Regions from separate parts of the Sus scrofa genome. Here region 2 is linked to region 1. Evidence: chromatin contacts called from public HiChIP or PLAC-seq data. All regions are on one chromosome and are shown on one strand. Each heading gives the region's core, a stretch centred on a gene start, on an enhancer-like site or on the middle of the called end of the contact. The rest is flanking DNA. Distances are from core to core; before and after follow the strand shown. Region 1 holds the start of RNASET2 (ribonuclease T2). Region 2 holds the start of SFT2D1 (SFT2 domain containing 1).

Region 1 (3,086 bases), core at 210-2,709:
TCCAGCGTTGCCATGAGCTGTGGTGTAGGTTGCAGACGTGGCTTGGATCCTGTGTTGCTGTGGCTCTGGAGTAGGCCGGTGGCTACAGCTCCGATTCGACCCCTAGCCTGGGAACCTCCATATGCCGCAGGAGCAGCCCAAAGAAATAGCAAAAAGACAAAAAAATAAATAAATAAATAAAAGTAAACACTAAAACAGCAATGGTGCTTCGCGGAAAAGAAAAACGGCCCCATTCCTGCAGGAAGTATGAAACTTCTACTAATATGATCATTACTCAAATGAAACAGAAGGGCCTTAAAACCCGGTACTAAGACCGGCTACAAAAGTCAAAAATGAGGAGTTCCCGTCGTGGCGCAGTGGTTAACGAATCCGACTAGGAACCATGAGGTTGCGGGTTCGGTCCCTGGTCTTCCTCAGTGGGTTAACGATCCGGCGTTGCCGTGAGCTGTGGTGTAGGTTGCAGACACGGCTCGGATCCTGCGTTGCTGTGGCTCTGGCGTAGGCCGGTGGCTACAGCTCGGATTCAACCCCTAGCCTGGGAACCTCCATATGCCGCGGGAGCGGCCCAAGAAATAGCAACAACAAAAGACAAAAAGACAAAAAAAAAAAAAAAAAAGGTCAAAAATGAGAACCCCCTCCAGGAGAGCCTGTTTACCCCTGATTTTCAGTGCAAGAGAGAGCGTGGAAGGAGGGAACCAGGGGCGGGGGAGGAAGGCCTGGAGGGAGGAACTTGGAACTTCCCAGGGTCGTACAGGAACCTGGACAAAATGCGTGCGGCCGCCTGGGAGAATCTCAGCTTCCCCCCAGCCCCCAGCCGCCCGGGTCCCGCACCCCCCAGGCAGCTCACCTCCAGAGCTCGCGCGCGCCGCCCAGGCAGCAGAGCGCCAGGCAGAGGACGCCGAGGCCGGCCGGGAGCCGCATCGCGCCGAAGGCAGGGAAGACCCCGGAGGGGCACAAAGGCTCGGCTTTCCGAGGGCGCGAGGCCGTGTCCAGAGCCAGGCCCCGCGTTTCCCTGAAAATGGACAGATTTCCTTAAGCCGATCACGCACGCCGTCGGGCGGCCTGCGGGCAGCGCGGTCAACCCCGCCCACCCCCGAGGAACACAGTGGACCAGGCCGGCACCGACAGGTCCGAAACCCCTGACCCCTGCCCCGAGCGGGCCCTGGACCCCAGATCCCCGCCCAAGTGGGCCCCGGGTCCCGGATCCCTCCCGTCAGGAGCTCCAGGGACCCCGCCGCCTCACCGGGCTCGCCAGGCGCACACGAGTCCGGCCCTGCGCCCCGCAGCTACCCCGACGGCGACCCCCGCGGTCCCCTGAGCCGGGTGTGTTTCCGCGAAGGGCGCCCGACGCCACGCCCCCGGCCCGGGGCACGCCCCCAGCCTCGGCCACGCCCCGGCGCCCAAGGCCCCGCCCCCGGGCCGCCGGCCGGGTTCCGCGGGAGGACACACGCCGCCCGGGTCTGTTCTTCCTCTTTGCCTTTTTGACTAGGCTTCCCTTTCGGCCTAATTCCCGCCCGCCTTCGCCCCTCACCCGAACCCGTGAAGTCAATTTTCAAGCCGCCGTCCCTCAGCTCCTGGTACCCGGTCCCTCCTCCCCGCGTTGAGCTGCCTAGGAGCCGATGTGGTCAGGCCAAGGGTCCAGCCCGGAAGATTCCTGGCACGGCTGCTCCCCTGAAGGTGTGTGACAAGTGTGCAGGCACAACGCCTTGGGGCGCAGAGAAGTGCAGAGGAGAAGGCTGCTCCCTTGAGGCCAGGCTGTCCTAAAGGCACTAGGACCCTCAGAACCAGAGCAGGCATGGGGGCTGAGCGTCCTCTCCACCGCAGGGCCTACTGGGGCAGCCCTTGGTCTCCAGGCTTTGGTGTCTGTCCAGCTCCAAGACCAGAGGGGGGCCCCTGCCCTAACCCGACGCGAGTCCATTTGTCTCTGCTGCATTCGCATGGCTCTAGGTAGAACAGCAGGCCCTTCAGAGCTGAGCCTCCCCCAGGACCATCAGTCAGATGCAAAAGCAAGCCTGTGGCAGCACGCCTACCGCCAAGCAGACAACGAGCGTCCTTGGACCTGAGGAGCAGGAGACGCGTGACCATCAGAGCAGGGCTCAGATCGCTGGGTGGAGGAGCAGGCAGCAGATTCCTGCTATGCCGCCTGCCGCCTGCGGCTCAGACTTTAGTCCGCATCCCTCCTCCTCTGTCCTCAGAAACTACACCTTCAGTGATGGCCAGTGACCTCCTAACTGCGAAAAGTGGTTGGTCCCCTGGGTTCTCTGTGACTCTGTCAACCGGCTCTCTCCACTCTGCTGCCAAGGGGTAATGAAACTGAGCAGAACCCACCGGCCCCTCCCGGGTACAAAAGGGTTTCTGTGGCCCCTGCTTCCGGTTTGTAGCAAAAGGCTTCAGCCTCCACGACCTGCCCTGAGTTCCAAAGGGCAGATTCAGGCAGCTGCTAATTAGGGAAGAGAGGGAACGCGAAACAAAGGAAAAACAATCAGGAAGCTGCAGCAGTAAAACTGAGTCCCAGTTCCTCCTCAAGATATAAATAGACACCAAAACATCCTCCGCGGGAACTCAGGCCCCCTGGCACGTGCAGGACGGCAACTTCGCGGGAGCCCTAGATGCCTGGAGCCCCGCCCTGTGACCTCACCACTAACCAATCAGAGGAAAGGCGCACACCGCACAGCCCTCACCCCGCTTTTGCTATAAAAACACCTTTCTTTGCCCCGACCCCAGTGGGTCAAGAAGCGCATGAGCTGCTTGCTCTCCTTTCTTGGCAGTAAACCTTTCCTGCTCCAAATTTCAGTGTTTGGGTTTGTTTGACGTCAGCACGTTGGGCACAGGAACTTGCATTCAAGAGCAGGGGCTCTAAAGGTAGGTGTGCCTCTCATCCGATCACCCCTGGAGAAACTTTCGGAGTCTTCCATTGATCTTTGGATAAGCATCGAAGTTCTTTAGTCTGCGGAGTTCCCGTCATGGCTCAGAGGTAACCAGCCGTTACCTCACTAGGTATCTGTGAGGATGTAGGTTCAATCCCTGGCCTCACTCAGTGGATTAAGGATTGGCATTGCCGTGAGCTGTGGTGTAGGTCGCAGACG
Region 2 (3,086 bases), core at 296-2,795, 430 kb before region 1:
AATGCCCCACAAATGCAGGGTCCTGTGTGACAGCCACTAACACACGTGCCTGCTGAGCACCTGGGATGTGGCTGGTATGACTGAGAAAGGAAGTTGAAATTTCATTTAATTTTCATTAACTTAAATTTAAACAGCCACTTATAGCTATGGCTACTGTTTGCAGAGCACAGATCTATCACAGAATGTAAAGCAGAAGACAGTGGTTTGATAAATGAGGTGGGGGAGTTCCCACTGGGGTGCAGTGGGTTAATGACCCAGCTCGTCTCCATGGTGTTGCCATGCACTTCCAGCTCCGTGCAAGGGGTTCAGGATCCGGTATTGCTGCAGCTGTGGCGGAGGTTGCAGATAGGACTTGGATGTGGTCCCTGGCTGGGAACTTCCGAGTGCCAAGGGTACGGCCAAAAACAGGGAAAAAATTTTTTTTAAAAATCAATGAGTTGGATAAGCCATGGCTATCTAATGTACGTTTCCCATATTACTATTTATGGGTTCTTGTATTATCATTATGATTTACCAAACTCGTTAGAATTCACTTAGAGGAGATGCTTGACTTCTAGGCTTAGAACACTAAGAGCCTACCTAGTCCAGGATCCTGTTCACAAGAAGTGCTGAATAATTATGACAACAAGGAAGGAAGTTAGGACAGGAAAAAAGACAAATAAAAGATCCTTATGTAACATTGTTTTGTTTTTAAATGTTCCACTTTTGTGACAAGCAAACGAGAATTTGTCAGTATGCATATAACAAAAATACTTACAAAGCAGTTCCTGCTGCACTATTTTTAACCCTCTTAGCAGAGGAAGTAACCCTTATCAAGTCTCCTGGGTAAAGCATGGAGACAAGGGTTGCTTTTTTTCTTAAAAAAAAAAAAAAAAAAATCCCTTAACAGGGCTCAACAGACAACTTTTAATTTAGCATTATTTCACTTCTCAATGACCTGCTTTTTTTCTCCCTCCGGTCTCCCTGCTTCCAAAAGACACATACACATTCACAACAGTTCATTTAATAACCGAGGCTAAAGGATGCAATGAAGCTGTAAGATTTCGGCTTCAGCAGCTGGCAGGACAAGTACCTGCACACCTACTGCGCTGCCAGCCCGAGTTCGGAGCCCACACCAGGCGCAGGAAACCAAGCGGAGGCTGGGGAAGAGGAGCACGGGGGCAGAGAGGTTATTTGGGAGAGGGAGACAGATAGTAAAGGGGGTCCCTAGAAGTCACAAGGTCAAATAGGGGGAGGGGGTCCCAAAGTGGGCTCCATGAAAACCTGGAAAGCGCCTCAAATTCTTCCCGGCAGGCGGGTGGCGCCCTCCCGCATCACCTGGGCAGGTAGAGGAGGCCCAGCCGCCCACGCTGCGCGGTCCCGCCCCAGCACACGTTCACCCCGGGGCCGGGCGCCGGCTCCCTACCTGCGCAGTCAGGCCCTGCTCCTCGTCGTCCTGGCCGCTCAGGACCCGCCGCAGCTTCTCCATGGCCCTGCTCCCCGCCGCAGCGGCGGCCACTCACTCCCCAGCCGCTCTCGTTCACCCGGAAACCCGGAACCTGAAACTCCACGGGCCGACCGGAAGTCCGGGTCTTTCGCTTCCGGCGAATCGGAGCGGCCCCTGCGGCCGCCGTAGCAGCGCGCGCATGCGCGCCGGGTTGCGCCGCGGGCCCGTCTGAGCCCTGCGGCTGCGGGCAACCGCGTCGGGCTGCGCCTCCGCGCTGCGCTGGCTTCCTCCTGGCCCCGGGGCGGAAGCGGTCACGCAGGGAAGCGGAGAGCCGCAGGTCACCCGCGCTCGGGTCCAGCAGTCGCTGCCTCCCACCCACGGGAGTCTGGCCCAGCGGGCGCACAGCTCGCGTTTGTTGAATGAATGCACACAACGAACGGGGATCCTCACCTGTGCCTCGGACCCACGTCCGGGCCCGCGGACCCGGGATCCAGTGCCCGGACCTGCGGACCCGGGATCCAGTGCCCGGACCAGAAGTCTGTCCCTGCGGGCCCGACATGGAATGCTGCAGACCCACATCCAGTACTGCAGAGCGAGAACCAGTGCTGTAGACCTCAGGCCCAGTGCTCAGACCCACGTCCAGGACTTTGACCCGATCGACGTCTAGGCCTGCAGACCGAGGTCCAGGGCTCAGACGCGGGAACTGGTTCTGTAGCCTGGAGCTCCAGTGCCACAGACCTGCGTCCAGACCTGACAGCAGAAGAATGCTGGGGGCCAGTGTGAGGGTACTGGCAGGAGTTCGGTTCTGAACTGCAGTTCTCAAAATATCTTTGCTTGAAAGGAGACAGCGGGCAGGCCTTGGGGGCCAGCAGTTCTGTGCTCTGACTTCAGCCCTGCCCTGTGGTGCGGCGTTGGGAGCTGGATAGTTATACTCACCTACTTTTCAAGGTGAAACAAGAATAGATATAACAGTTGACCTTGAACCCTGTGGGGGTTGGGGTTCCGGCCCTCCCTGTAGTTTAGAGTGGGTGTACAGCCTCCAGCCAGCTCTCCATGCGTGTGGTTCGTGCACAGCCTCTTCAACCACATCCTCCGCTCCTCTGTATCCTTGGTCCTGCATCCTCAGGTTCAACCCACAGAGGATCCCACAGTGTTGTAGTATTCACTATTGAAAAAAAAATCCACGTGTAAGTGGCCCCAGGCGGTTCAAATCTGTTGTTCTAAGGTCAGTTTTACTTCAAAATACCTCAGAAGAAAAGGCAAAAGGCTGCCTTATTCCTTTTTCCTTGTGAGAAGTGTTTTTTTTTTTCACTCAGCTCATTTTCCAGCTTTGAAAATGTGGAACCCTGGGGTTCCCCTCTTGGCGCAGCGGAAACGAATCCAACTAGGAACAATGAGATTGCGGGTTCCATCCCTGGCCTCACTCAGTGGGTTAAGGATCCGGCGTTGCCATGAGCTGTGGTGTAGGTCACAGACACAGCTCAGATCCTGCATTGCTGTGGCTGTGGTGTAGGCCGGCAGCTGTAGCTCCAATTCAGCCCCTAGCCTGGGAACCTCCACATGCCGCGGGTGTGGCCCTAAAAGGAGAAAAAGACAAAAAAAAAAAAAAAAAATTAAAAGTGTGAAACCCTACCTAAAGAGGAACAGCTAGTCCAACCCA

The links. HiChIP or PLAC-seq counts read pairs in DNA pulled down with a chosen protein or histone mark.
Region 2: a contact with region 1 is called in an H3K27ac HiChIP or PLAC-seq map of alveolar macrophages. The contact joins the promoter of SFT2D1 here to the promoter of RNASET2 in region 1. A contact is called at or near these places in 2 of 5 promoter capture datasets (fetal liver and fetal skeletal muscle), 3 of 47 Hi-C or Micro-C datasets (blood, embryonic fibroblasts and skeletal muscle) and 1 of 2 datasets of contacts at active chromatin or transcription factors (alveolar macrophages).

The regions. Positions count from the first base shown.
Region 1 is chr1:2,145,080-2,148,165 of Sscrofa11.1, reverse strand. RNASET2 (ribonuclease T2) reads right to left here and starts at 1,459. Exons shown (of 10, transcript XM_001928085.5): 1 at 1,244-1,459; 2 at 848-1,012. The coding sequence starts at 921.
Region 2 is chr1:2,575,274-2,578,359 of Sscrofa11.1, reverse strand. SFT2D1 (SFT2 domain containing 1) reads right to left here and starts at 1,545. Exons shown (of 8, transcript NM_001244534.1): 1 at 1,406-1,545. The coding sequence starts at 1,468.